Linked DNA regions of Gossypium hirsutum: region 2 is linked to region 1. The links are chromatin contacts, called in public Hi-C maps. All regions are on one chromosome and are shown on one strand. The core of a region is the stretch at or near the end of the contact, and the rest is flanking DNA. Distances in the headings are between cores, read along the strand shown. Region 1 holds the start of LOC107957861 (sucrose transport protein SUC4). Region 2 overlaps LOC107957859 (putative disease resistance protein RGA3).

Region 1 (6,922 bases), core at 1,408-3,907:
CATTCCTATTTATAGTTATCATATATTTTCATAAAAACATAACTATTCAAACGGATGGTCACATTTTTCAGTAATAAACACAATTATTCATTGCATATTACTTAAATAATCATAATCAAATAACATAACTCTTAGTTATAAGAGACACAACTCATTGCAACTCTTGGTTAATATTCAAGTAATATAACTATTGGTTACTTATAACTTTTCACTTGCAACTATTGAAATATTATATATATTCAAAAATATTCCAACAATCTCTCCCTCCCAATTTAAAGATATTCTAAATTTTGATATCTTTGAAATAAATTGCATGAATGAATGAATCTTACAATTGAACCTTCACTCACTCAAAACAAGTTAAAATTAATTGAAATTGCATAAACTAATCTTTGAACCAACTATTCCATTTAATTAGCCAAACATATCTCACAAAATGATTTCGACACCATTCAATACACAATATCTAGGGACACTATTATAGTCACGTGCCTATAACCTCTTTTCACGAGTGTTGTTAGAGCTAAGCCTTTGAGCTCCTAAAGCGATCACACTTCCACTCACATAGGTAGATTCCACCGAGAGTGTTCCCGTAATTATAACATTCTAACACATTTATGTTATGAGACTATTAAGAGTATATTTCTCATTCTTCCATGTTAATAATATATACCGCATAATAAACTTTATATTCATTTGTTTCTTGAAGTTACAATAGTGAACTCTCACCATATTCGATTACTCATTCTTTCGCAAAAGAATGTCATTAAGGATACCCTTTGTACAATTATCAATTTATTGTTATCACTTATCAGGATGGCTTCACATTTTGCTTATTTATTTATTTTCCACCAAGTAAGTTGTTATAAAGAGACCCCAAATCCGTAAGTGAAATAAGACAAACATATTTTCTATTTTTTCATAGCTTATTTTCATAGTCGATATAAGACCTTAAAACTCATTGTGTATAAATGCTCAAGTGATATGGCTTCTTTTTTCAACAAACCATATACACAAAGGGGTGTTTCATATTTTTAGAACATAGTCATATTTAAGGACAACAACTAGCCAATCATTAATTTAATTATAATATCACATATTTATACCCCCTTTATCATGGACATTATTAGTCATTTTGTGACTATAATAAAAACCATGCCCATCATCTAAATGAGATAAATAGCTTTATGTTGTTATTTTCATGCAATTGAGATATTTGATTCATAATGTCCAAAATATATTTGGAAATTTGCTATATTTAAAAACTTTATAGATTTATGAGATTATAAATCACATTTCAAGCCATATATTAAAAATCATGTGCACCATCATAAACACATACAATTTGATCTTGATAACTTCCCACTTGGTTCTCTTTATATTTTACTTGGGAACCTATAATATGTTACAATAAAAAACCCTAATAGTTATCAGGCTCGGCTCTAATAATTATAGGGTGTAATATTTGATTATTTTAAAAAATATGGATGATTCCCTAAATTAATCTTATATTGCATAATGTTATTAATGTTATTTTTTTAATTTTTATATCAAAACAACAATCTTAAAATATTACTAAATCATTACATATTGTTTTTTAATTTTTATATGAAAATAATAAATATGATTTTCTAAAATTATAATAATATTATATGCTAAATATTTTCGTATTATAATTAATTTAAAATTTAGATTAAAATACAAACTAGTTATATATAAATTGTGATTCCTTAATGAAAAAAATGGTTGTAACAAATAAAATTGTCATTCCTGTTTATAAACGTGCATCTAATTGTGTATATATATATTGTCATTCCTTAAAAAAAGTTTAAACAAATAAAATTGTCGTATCTGTCATCTCAATTAGTTGTTATAATTAAACTAGACTATTCCTCTTTGGACTAACCACTATCTCTAATTATTGGTCTCCCGTCTCCTCTATATCTTTGATTTTCATGGCTCATCCTCTCTTACCCACCATAATATTTATAGTAAAATTGTTTAAAATTTACTTTTAAAAAAATAATATGCAATATTTAAAATTAAAGAAAAAATGTAAAATGTAATTTATAATTTATGTTTATGAAATAATATAATTCTATTTAGATTTACATCAAACAAATATTATAATTTAAATTCAAAGTTTAAAATTTTAATTTATTAAATAAGATTTTAATGTACTATTAATTTGCAATAGGGTTATATGTTGAGATATTAGTCACTTGTCCTCAATTAAACATAAACATACCCTAACTTTCTAAAACATGTTCAATATGTATACCATTTTATTTAATATTAAGTTGTAATGCAACGAGTTAAACAATTTTTAAAAAAAATTTATATATCAAAGAGTTTATAGTTTAAAAAATAAAAAATAAAAGAAGTTAGGTTTGAAAGTTATAATATTGTTGAATGATTGAAATTAAAGTAAATTATTAGTAAGGTGAAAAGAAAGAAAGATGGTGACCAAAGTAGTGAGTCATGGACTAGAATTGTATGGAGAAGCAAAGTTAAGAGCCAAAGCTCAAAAGTCAAGCAGGCTAGGCTGGCAAGCCTCTAAACAATGTTTGCCAACCCAATCGCCTAGATTAGCTAAGATTTTCTCCTGTTGACTATAATTAGCTAAGATCCAATCCCAATCCCAATCCCAATTTCATTTGTTGATGTTAATCTTTTGGGTTCAAAATACTTAAATATTTACTTGTTATGGCGAAGACTGATAGGACACTCATAAGACGACAATTCAAATAGCACTAAGTGGAAGTAACCCTTTGGGTACCTGGCAATTAAGCATATGCTCTTTTTTAACAGCCTCAAAAGCTAGAAAGCTAAAAGCTAATGTTTAATTATTGGAATTTGTTTCCGTTTTCCCCAAAATAACCATTTTCTTTTGTTTTCTTCAAAGGCTAGTTTCGTCATTTGAGGATACGTCCTAGAATTTCGAAACGGGGAAAAAGAAATCTTAGCTGTTTGAGTGAGGTTACGATACTGTCCGAAAGAACGAAAAATATGTCTGATCCGAAATTTGCCCTTGTAATAGACTAGAAATTTCCAATTCAGTCAGTCCTCTCTCTCCCTAGTTTTTAGCTTTTATTTGTGTGAGGCTTTGTTTGTAATTTTGTTCAATTCCAAGGCCATTTCAAATTTCTGGCTGTTTCCCTCGTCACACTCAAACCCGCCAGTCTCACTGTGGACACTCTCTCAGCTGGAACCGCCACTTTCTCTGCAAGGGACGAACCTTTAGACCCTGAAAACCCGGTTTTAGCGAGAGAAACAGAAGGGGTTGTGGAGAGAGAGAGAGAGAGAAAGAAAGAAAGAAGGAAAGGAGAAATATCGTGAAATTCAAAGGGAAGGGATGGCGATCCCCGAAGTAAACCGCCAACAAGCTAGAGGGAGACCTCCGGCGTCTTCAACACGACCGCCGGTTCGAGCTAGAGTTCGGCTCCGGCAGCTGCTTCGAGTCACTTCCGTGGCATGCGGGATACAGTTCGGATGGGCTTTACAGCTCTCGCTCTTGACACCTTACGTTCAAGAGCTAGGTATACCTCACCAGTGGGCCAGCATCATATGGCTTTGCGGGCCGCTTTCGGGCCTTCTGGTACAACCTCTGGTGGGACACATGAGCGACCGATGCACCAGCCGCTTCGGTCGTCGCCGACCTTTTATCGTGGCTGGTGCAGTTTCGATTATCGTTGCCGTTTTGATCATCGGTCACTCCGCCGATATCGGATGGTTGTTCGGCGATACAGAGGCGTCCCGGCCGAGAGCTATCGTGGCGTTTGTTTTCGGGTTTTGGATTCTTGATGTTGCTAATAACGTGACTCAAGGTCCTTGTAGAGCTCTACTTGCCGATCTTACTGGTTAGTTTCTGTTCCTTCATTTATGTTTCTTTCTCTTTTTTTTTTTCATTTTTTTGGGGTTTAATTATTTAAATGGGAAAAAGTATATTTATATCGCTTTATATGGCATCTTTTTTAAAGATAAAGCAAATATGTCATCCTGGAATATAAATTATTTTACATTTGATAATTGGTATTTCCTTATCTATTTATAACCGTGCCTTTAGTGCTTGTCGAAACATCGTCTTTCAGAACAAAAACTCGGTGGACTGTTGTGCCCCTTCGCTTTCTGATACAATGTTGGTTGTTATAATAATTATATTACAATATTATTTTCTGTCTTATTTTTTCATTCAGACAGTTTTGTTGGACTATTCGATTGCTTCAATTGAGTTTGGTGGTTAATTTGCAAATGCAATGTGCTAGTCTTGGGTGTTGCCAATTTGGGTTTGTTTATTATGGAGTTTGATCGGATTAACTATTATATAATATGTTAGTTTTCCTTCAAGAATGAATAAACTTCTGAGATTGTTGGGCATTTATATGTTATAAGACCATATATGCTAATCAGATGGTTTCAACCCCCTCATATACATATATATGTATTTGAATAAGTAGTTGAATTTTATTATCCAAGAAAGCAGCATAGCTGCTGCAGAATTACAACTCATGTTCTTTGTTGTACAATTAATCAAACATCTCAAAGTTTAGCTTCCAGTGCGTATACTGTGTCAAATCAATAGTACCCAATCTAATATTTTTTTGGTTGTACAGTTGCATCGCTACCACTCCTCTAATTTTCTCTAGCAAGTTGTCTTCAGTCCTCTCATTATGTGTATGGATTCTACTATTCCTTCTTTGACAAAATAAATCATGGTAGTCCAAGCTACGCGTATGATGGTTTTTGCCAAGCTCTTGCTTTTGATTTTCATACTGATCCATCACAACTCTTCCTCCCAGCTTCTTGCTTGTTGTTGCCGTATCTTCTTTGTAAAGCTGCGTTTTGAAAACAAGTGTTCTCTAGTCTCTCTTTCACGCTTGCAGAGGGAGTAACCCTTGTCAAGTGTCATCTCCTAGTCAATGAGTAAGTCCGTGGTTGGAAGTCTGTTCAAAACTACCATCCAAGCAATCAGTGAGTGAGTGGTTGGAATGAAGAGCCTTGGACTGTAGTTCTTTGTGCCAAGTTACATTTCCCCTCAATGCCTTATTGCATTCCAAACACCTGGTACTTGAAATTTATTACCTTTAAAAGGCCAACTACATCTTCCAGCATCTCCTTTAGTTACCACTTGCGTAGCAGTTTGCCTCATTTGTAAAAGTTCTCTCTAGTTCCAACTGTAACTTATTTGGGAGGAAAATTCTTAGATTTTCTTCCCTTTAAGACTATATATATTTTTGCCCAAGCTATCCAAAGAGAACCCACTTTTGTCAATACAGTCCAGAAATTTCTGGGAAAGCATGTCTGGTTCCATGTTTTCTTTTATGCCTAGGGCTTCTAGTTTTGACAAAAAAATATGGCTCTAGTAGCAATCCCCTCCTTGTCCTTTCATAAGAAGCTTGAACATAGTAGTGAGAGTTTGTGAATGCGTGCTTTGGGAGCATGAAATGTCTACACCATTAGTTCTGAATATGGAAGATTGATTGTATCAGTTTGACAAGTATATGATAAATGTTTTAAAGACCATCCTGCAATCTTGGCCCCTATTGTCTCAGTAAGTAGTTTACCGTCCCTCTTGGATAGCCTTCTAGTGACCAAAGGCATTCTAAGGTACCTAACTAGAAGTTTACCAAGCTTAAACCTTGATGCTTCATGGATAGCCATAAACTTTTCTTTACTCCAATGGGGTAAAGTTCATACTTTGCATTATTAATCTGATGCCCAGCGAATAGATAGAACTATTCCAATACCATCTTGATTCCTTGAACAAAGTCAAGATGAGCAAGTCATCCATGATGCTATGATGGGTTATGCGAAGCTTGTTGCCTTTTTTATGGTAAGCAAAAATTCCAACCTTTGCTGCACTGTCCAAAAGTCTTGATAAAATATAATTGTCAATATAGAGAGGTAGAGGAAAGGAGGTCACCCTCACCCCTTTTGCTCCCTTAAAAAAAACCTTAAAGCCCCCCATTAATAGAGATTGTAAATCTTAATGCTGTTCTTTTGTTGTTATTATTGTTTGCCAAAGCTTAATAGTTAGGCAACAAGGTTAGGATCATTGGTGCCAAGTTGACTTTGAAATGAAGATGTAACTTCTGTTGAAATTTGGGGGAACAAATCCAACCTGTTCCTGTTTTCTTCAAGCAATATCTTTATTGAATTCTTGCATTGATGACTCTTCACTATCATATAAAAGTAAGCTATATGGAGATCTTGTTCCCATAACCATTGTACTCGTGACTGTTGTCTATACAACACTCACTTTATTGTTGTCGTAGCTCTAAGTTTAAGGAAGCTTGTTTTGGAACCATTCCTCAAAACTAAGATCTGAATAGCTTTTAACTCCCTCTTTAAGTTCTGAATAGCTTTTAACTCCCTCTTTGTGGCTTTTTACCTTGTTAGATATGCTCCTATAGTTACTTCTGTTGAACTGCCTCAAAATGGACTTTGTAATGGAAGTAGAAATCGAGAAAAAGTAAACAAAAATTTATGAGAAGAGAAAACTTGTGTTTATTCACATCATATAGTATCCTATTTATATTAGTTATAAGAGTAAAGGAAAGAAATTAAAGTAAATAAAATTCCTTACTTTTTCAATATTCTGCTTTTGTGCTCGATCTTGCTACAATATCTTTTTTTTCTCCTTCATGATATTAGATTCCTTCAAATAAAGACACAATATCTTGAAGTGAACTACCTATTTGAGGGAGATCTTACCCAACTGGCCTATGAGTATCCACCAACTTGTGTATTACTTTTTATTAATATAATAAACCTTGCCCAGGGGCACCTTTCGCATATCTAAGGATGCGTATTATTGCATTTCAATTGGAGGAATTGACTAACCACACTTATTGTAAAGGAAGTATATGAAAATGTGATAATGAGATAATTAAGTTTCCCAACTTATCTTTGATATTGACTA
Region 2 (6,922 bases), core at 2,039-4,538, 60 kb after region 1:
GCAGCATCCAAGGCCATTAACTCCTCAAAACAGAGTCAGACAGCATGCCGAAATTGTATCAAAAACAAGCTGTTGAATGTGTGCTATAACCTGCTTCCAATCTTCAGCACCCTCCAAAACTTTTAAAGATAGTAAAGCAGAGGGAAAATGCTAAATGCAGTGTAGTCCTTGTATGTATAGAAGTTAATATTAAAGATCAGATATGGACAATAAATGCAATTAATAAGTTTGCATATGCAAAAGCAGAAATAGCATGACAAGACAGTCACCTTCTAGCTTTAATGTAAGTACTCTTCTGATCTGACAGGGTATTATATCCTATTGGATTCAAAAGATACAAGTAAAAGGAAAACACGATGAAGTTTGGAATAAAGAGAGTTGATACCAATGCTATATCTCAGCACTAAAATCAATGGAAACAGAAAAAAAACTTAGAGTGGATACCAATGCTTATCAAGTACAAAACAAATGGAACAGTTTTTCTTTTCCAATTCCATTCAAAATTTTATACATCTTAACCTATGAAACTAAAAAAACAAAAAATAATTACCAATAAATTGGGCAAATTGGGGGCAAGGGTGTTAAACTTATCCAAGATTTTACCCCGACAAATTAGCAACTAATCAAGTTTGGATTCTTCACGAATTTGGGAATCTCCACAGAAACATTTTTCTTTAAGCAATTAAACCCCAACTTCCCAGATTTTATCAAAAACTTAAAAAAACAAAACAAAACTTCTCTCTCTCCTTTTTTTTGGGAGGGTAAAGGCTCATAAACTGCAGAACAAATAAAAACAATTGACTACTGGTGGCAGAAAACTCACCAATTGACAATGGTAATTGTCACAGAGACAGGGAGACTACTGGCTGATTGCAACATGCCCAATAAAATGAAAAGAGTCCTGTTTGCATCCGATGTTAGTGCAACTGGATCCAAGATAGGATGACCACCACTTAGCCATGATACATTAAAAGTCTGTCTACTTCCTCTTGTAGCTAGAGAAACATATAAAGATATAAGTCACCAATGAAGCCAGCCACTAGAATATATTATTATGGAAGTCCTAGAGAACTTTGGGCCCTTGACAATAGGAAGGCAATACCTTCAAGAAAATTTGCAGAATCAACATTGTCTGATGTAAAAAGAAAGACATACGTCTCCAAAAATTTCAGAGACAGCAACTTCGCCCCAAGAGGACCAGGCTACAGATTTAAATCAAAGAAACATCAATTATACATGATTAGCAAATGGAGAACATAAAGTCCTAAAACTATAAAATTAAATAATCCACAATAGACGGGAGTTACAACAGTGAGGGGAAAGAACAAAAATGTAAGTGAAAACAACAATTATATTTCAGCACATGAGCACATAAAAACCATCAAACAAATACCACAAAGGTATTTTTCCAACAAATCATTGAAAAAAAATTTATTAGTAGGATTTTTAGGTTTGCAACGAATTAAGATTTCAACTATGTTAGGTCACTCATTTTGGACACCACTTGATCAAAAATTTTAGTTGGAACCTGCCAAGCATGTTAAGCAATAAACACCTACTTAATGCATTCATCCATCAATAATGTTTTAAATAAAATGTCATCTGATTAAATTAACAATATTATTTAAATATATTTCATTTTATTCCATTTTTTGGTATCTCTTGTTAGGTGTGAAGTCTTTGCTCAAACATCTACTTTTTTTTAAAAAAAATTCAACCAAAATCTATTTAGCATATAAATATTTTCAACAAAGAAACAAGTTTGCCTAGAGTTAATTCGGTAGTAACTTTCTGTTTATCAACAGCTTTTAACTAGTTTATAATATTACAACGCGGTCAACCATTGAAAATCAGCCCACACTTGTTTAGAATTTGGAAAGCCCAGTCAATAAGTCATACCTCCATTGCAGTGGAAAACACACCGTCCTTGAACCTAACCATCCATATCCATAGTTCTTCGAGACATTGGTCAACTTTACCATTCTGCTGAAACTATAAGTTCCCAGGAAAAAAAGGAAAGGATTTACATGTAGGTAAGAAAGGCAGATAGTTTGACAGATGAATCAAATAAAGAAATACAACAAACGCAAATAAAGGATAATATCATCATTTATGTTTTGGAGTTGTTGAGATTATGAATTAAAAGAAACCAGCACTAAGTGGTTACTGTTATGCACTCAGGAAAAAAGTACCCAGAAACATCTTCAATAATTCAAAACAAATATGCTCAAAATCACAAATTGTACATAGAGACATAAAATATTCTTGAAATTGGGAAAAGAACTCATAATATATATACAAATGCATCTGACTAAGTTAGGACTACGTATTTACGTATAAAAGGACAAACAACCTGTAATGCCATTTCTTCCAAGACGCAGCAGAAGAAATTCCTGCCACTAACGATAGATTGTTTCACAACATCAGAGTCAACATCCCTCAAAAACGGTACCAGCACAAGTACTAGTAAAGAAGAATGTTCTATTGCTTTCAATGCAATATCTTCAATAATCCTGCCAACAATTGACAGAAAATAGCATGAAATTCCACCTATAAAATAGAAACCTAGCAACAAAAAATTAGACGAGAAAGCAACGCGCAATCCTTTAATTGTAAAATTTTTAATAGTGAAAAAAAGTGTCAGTTTTAATAAATTCAAAATACACGAAAACCTGCAAATTTGCAGCTCATGAATCAACCTAGTCGTGAAACCAAGAAAAGAAGCAGTTAAGGATGCATTGGCGCGATTTTTAAAAATAAAACAAAATCGTAAACAATTAACACAGAATTGGAGCTGATTAGGATTAGAAACTCACTCGACGAGAAACTTTCTAACGAGGCTGTGAGGGGAACCCTGTAGGTCAGCGAGGTAAGGGAAGAGATCGGCAGCGGAGGAAGGAAAGAGTGACGAAAGAATATCTTTGGCCTGTTTGAGAGATGAAAGCCTCACCGCCAAATCGGCGTGGTTGTTAGCGGCGATGAGGAGAGAGAAGGCTTGGTCTCTAGAATCTGCAATGGCCATCGCTTCGGCTTCCCCTGAAGACTTTTGATGGGTTTTTGGGATGTAACCGTTGGAAGGTTAAGGTTTTGAACTGTGAGGGGTTTGGAGTAGAAGGAGCATTGATATGGGATGTGAGCAAGAGATTGAAGAGGATGTTTCTATTTTTTTTTTTTCTTTTTAAAGAAATTGTGGTTTTTTTGGGGGGAAAACGTAAATCGGAATCGCGGGAGAGTGAGGTCGAGATACCGTTTTAAGGGGATAGGATCAATGTGTGGGCTTCCTTAACTGGGCTTCTTCTTTAACAACATGATTCACTAACATGCACTCTTGGTAAATTGTGCCTTTTCAATGAATGTTATTGAATAAAAAGTAGGGTTATTTGCATTAAATATCCCCAAACTATGATCTTTATTTTATTTAGTCTCTAAACTTTAAATTATTTTAATTATATCTTAAATTATCGATGTTATATCAATTAGCTTCTTTCATTAATAAAATAATTAATTTAACTGTTAAATGACATGTTAAATAATATGTAGTTAAATTTAAAATAAAAATTTTAAAGAATAGAACTTTATCACATAACTTTTAAAAGTAAAAACTAAAAATAAAATATACTTAAAAAATAAATAATGAACAATAAAACTTTTGTAAAAGCTATAAGATTCTGAATTAATATTTTTAAAACAAAAACTTTTTACAATATTCATTTTTTCTTAAATTTTTCATTTTAAATTATATCATATAAAATCTTATTTGTCATTTAGTAGTTAAATTAATACTTTTAATAATGGAATGACCTAATTGATATAATCTCGATAATTTAAGGACGTAATTAGAATGATTTGAAGTTTAGAGATCAATCTAACATGAGGGTCATAAATTAGAGATGTTTGGTGATGTTTGGTGCAATTAACTCTAAAAAGTATATTAAGATGTAGAAATATTCAAGACAATTAGTGATATGAAAACCTATGTGAATTTGGATATTTGTAGATATTTAATTAGTTGGTGAATTTGGATATTGTGGATTTTGATATTTTAATTATTATCCGCAATGATTTTTTGAGTAGATATGGATAATTAATCTTCGAATATCCATTATTCGGATCTAGTCTCTTTTTTTACGAATATGGATATGGGTTCTAATATTGTATATTCAGATCCACTTATAATGGATTAAGATAAATGAATCAATTACATTTGGAAAATTTTATTTAAAAAATATATTTATGTTCTCTAAATACATATATTCAACAATTAGATATTCGACGAATACTTTAATTAATTTAGATTCGGATAGTAATATTAGGAGTTAATGATATAATAAATGAATTCGATTTTTAAAATAGATTTACCAAATTCAAATTTTACAAAAATTACAAATATCCGAATTCAGTATCATCCCTAAAAATGACATAGGACAAAAATTCAAGTGTAAGAAAATATTAATAAACATACATCTACTAACCGATAATTAAAAACAAATAAATAAAAAGATAAATATCAAAATTAAGCATGTATTTTATTTAATATGCAATATCATATGTTTGATTTGGTTCAACTGTATGCATAATATTTTGATTTTGATTCTTTTTTCGTATTTTACCAACACTAATATCATATTGCACTATTTTATGATTACTTATTGCGTACCATAAATAATTATAATCATCCAAAGAGAAAATAAATTAAATTAGTTTTTTTTTCAAATGTGAACAATTGAATTAAATTTAATGTGGTATATATAAGGTTGAATAAAATTAAAAATTATCAAATTAAATTATATATAATTTTTATATTTATTCCATAAATAAATAATTTGATTACATACTGACACTTTGAAAAAGATTATTATTATATGCAAAATTTTATTCTGAATAAATATATAGTTTAACAACCTGACTGATGATGTGTAAGAAAGCCGCATTATGGAGGCCAAGGCTACCTGTATTTGTCCCGGCAGAGACTGAATGTTCATAATTTACAGTAATGGAGATTTAAAAGGAACACACGCATACACACAAATTCTTAAACATGGTGGAAATGAGCAGAGCTTACCTTCAGGAACTTCAAATGCTGAACTCATTTGTCTTGACTCTTGATTCAATTGCGTTAATCAATGGCAGTTCTCAATCTGCATCTTCCCTCAAGACAAAGAGAGCAACTAAAATGAAGTAATGGAAAAGAAAGAACTGATATAACAGGTAGCAATCCGGGGGAATTTTCAGACCTTAATGAGATGGGCTGCTCTCAAGCTCTCGTGATCCAATATCGACATTTGTAACAATACTTGTTAAACAATCTTCACTTGCGTCCTCCTTGCACCTCTCTTCTGGAGCGCGACATTCCAGGAATAGATAAATGCTGAATGCAACTAGTAATTGCAGATCACTGGGAGAAGTAAGATCCGAGTGAGGACGATTACGATGGCAGCTTCTAGATTCTGCATTGAGGTAACAAACTCTTGATAGTGGACAAATATCAGAAACTGTCATGTAGAGAAACCAATATTGGACAGCATATTATAGTCAAGTGCTCAAGGGCTGTTAGAAATTGCAATTCTACTGGCAAGGACACCAGTTTACTACTCAATTGTCAACGAAGAAGAGAGTTCAGGCCTTTATTCCAAAGAGAAGAAAGAAGTTAACCTACCAAAAGCATGACCAGATAGATGGCTTTTATTCTAATTAGCATGACGAGCTGCTAGCAACATTCTCTTTCTTGAGCTCTGGTGATCCAATGTAAATATGCGCAATATGAGCTATTTTTGGCCAGCCATCACCTATATTTTTCTTGCAATGCTCTTCAAGCCTTGGACATTCTTGAATAGAAAGACGCTGGAGATTGGTAAGACACTGAAGGCTGTCTGGAAGTGATGTGATATTAGGACAATCTGATATTGCCAATGATCTTAGAAGTGTGAGATTGATGATCCACTGAGGCAACACATTTAAACCAGGACAACCATGGATTTCCAGATTTCGCAGTGTCCTTACATATTGAATACTATCAGGCAGAGATGATAGTTGTGGACAGCTTAAAATGCACAAACTCCTTAGCATGGAAAGGTTTTGCCACTCATTTGGCAAAAACACCAGACTTGGACAATACATTATCATTAGATGTTCAAGAGAGCTAAGATGTTCCAGTCCAATCGGTAATGATCTTATGTGACTGCAGTTCTCAATGGATAAATATTTAAGAGAGATTAACCCACTTATACTCTGGGGTGGAGCAGAAAGACTATGGCATTCACAGATCTCCAAGGACTGCAGGCAGCTGAGGTTTTGCAATTGCAGTGGCAAAGATACGAGCTCCTCACACCAACGGATCGTCAATGTTTTTAGATTGACGAGGTTCCCCAAACTAGGAGGGATGTACCGAATCTTGGGACAAGAGCTGATAGTTAGAGACATGAGATTAACGTTGTTTTGAAGCAAGGTATCCAATAGAACCAACTGTCCTGTAAAAACATCAATAACTAGGATACAAAGTGAGGATACATTTACCAGCGATCTTAATAAAGCTTCGTGGCAGTTCCGCAACTCTAAATGCTTAATTGATGGAAATTGTGGCAAATTCAACAACCTAGGGCATTTATTGATTGTTAATTTAACGAGTGACGGGTATTCTTTCCCTCCACTTATGCTCCACCAGAGTTCCAAATCAGGGAAGTCTATGAGGGTTAGCTCCTTTAGTGATTGAAACAATCTCCTTGTGTCTTCTCCATAGAACTCTCTGCCAATAACCTTCACAGCTTTCATTCCACGCATGTAGATAATCTCTAGAAATGGAAGTTCCCCTAAAGTAGGGAGATGTTCACATCTTTTGCAGTTGATCAACTCCAATTTAGTTAAGCCAAGAAGTATGAGAGTGCGCATCCACCTTGGGAAGCAGAATCCTGGATATCCTTTTAAG

The links. Hi-C and Micro-C count contacts between places; a contact is called where the count stands out from the background.
Region 2: a contact with region 1 is called in a Hi-C map of leaf, with 2.3 times the contacts expected there. The contact joins the enhancer-like site here to the promoter of LOC107957861 in region 1. A contact is called at or near these places in 11 of 34 Hi-C or Micro-C datasets (anther, callus, fibers and 3 more).

Annotation. Positions count from the first base shown.
Region 1 is chrA05:21,646,257-21,653,178 of Gossypium_hirsutum_v2.1, forward strand. It overlaps LOC107957861 (sucrose transport protein SUC4), which reads left to right and starts at 2,658. Exons shown (of 5, transcript XM_016893461.2): 1 at 2,658-3,860. The coding sequence starts at 3,356.
Region 2 is chrA05:21,705,538-21,712,459 of Gossypium_hirsutum_v2.1, forward strand. It overlaps LOC107957859 (putative disease resistance protein RGA3), which reads right to left. Exons shown (of 3, transcript XR_001700546.2): 1 at 5,657-6,922; 2 at 5,235-5,447; 3 at 4,848-5,138. It also overlaps the pseudogene LOC107960680. Among protein-coding and RNA genes, the nearest start is that of LOC107957859, 6.2 kb to the right of the region's middle. Within about 2 kb of position 3,289, at least 3 of the 9 cell types and tissues checked have an H3K27ac peak or open chromatin away from gene starts, as enhancers often do. A contact at or near this core is called in fibers and leaf, where this site is marked.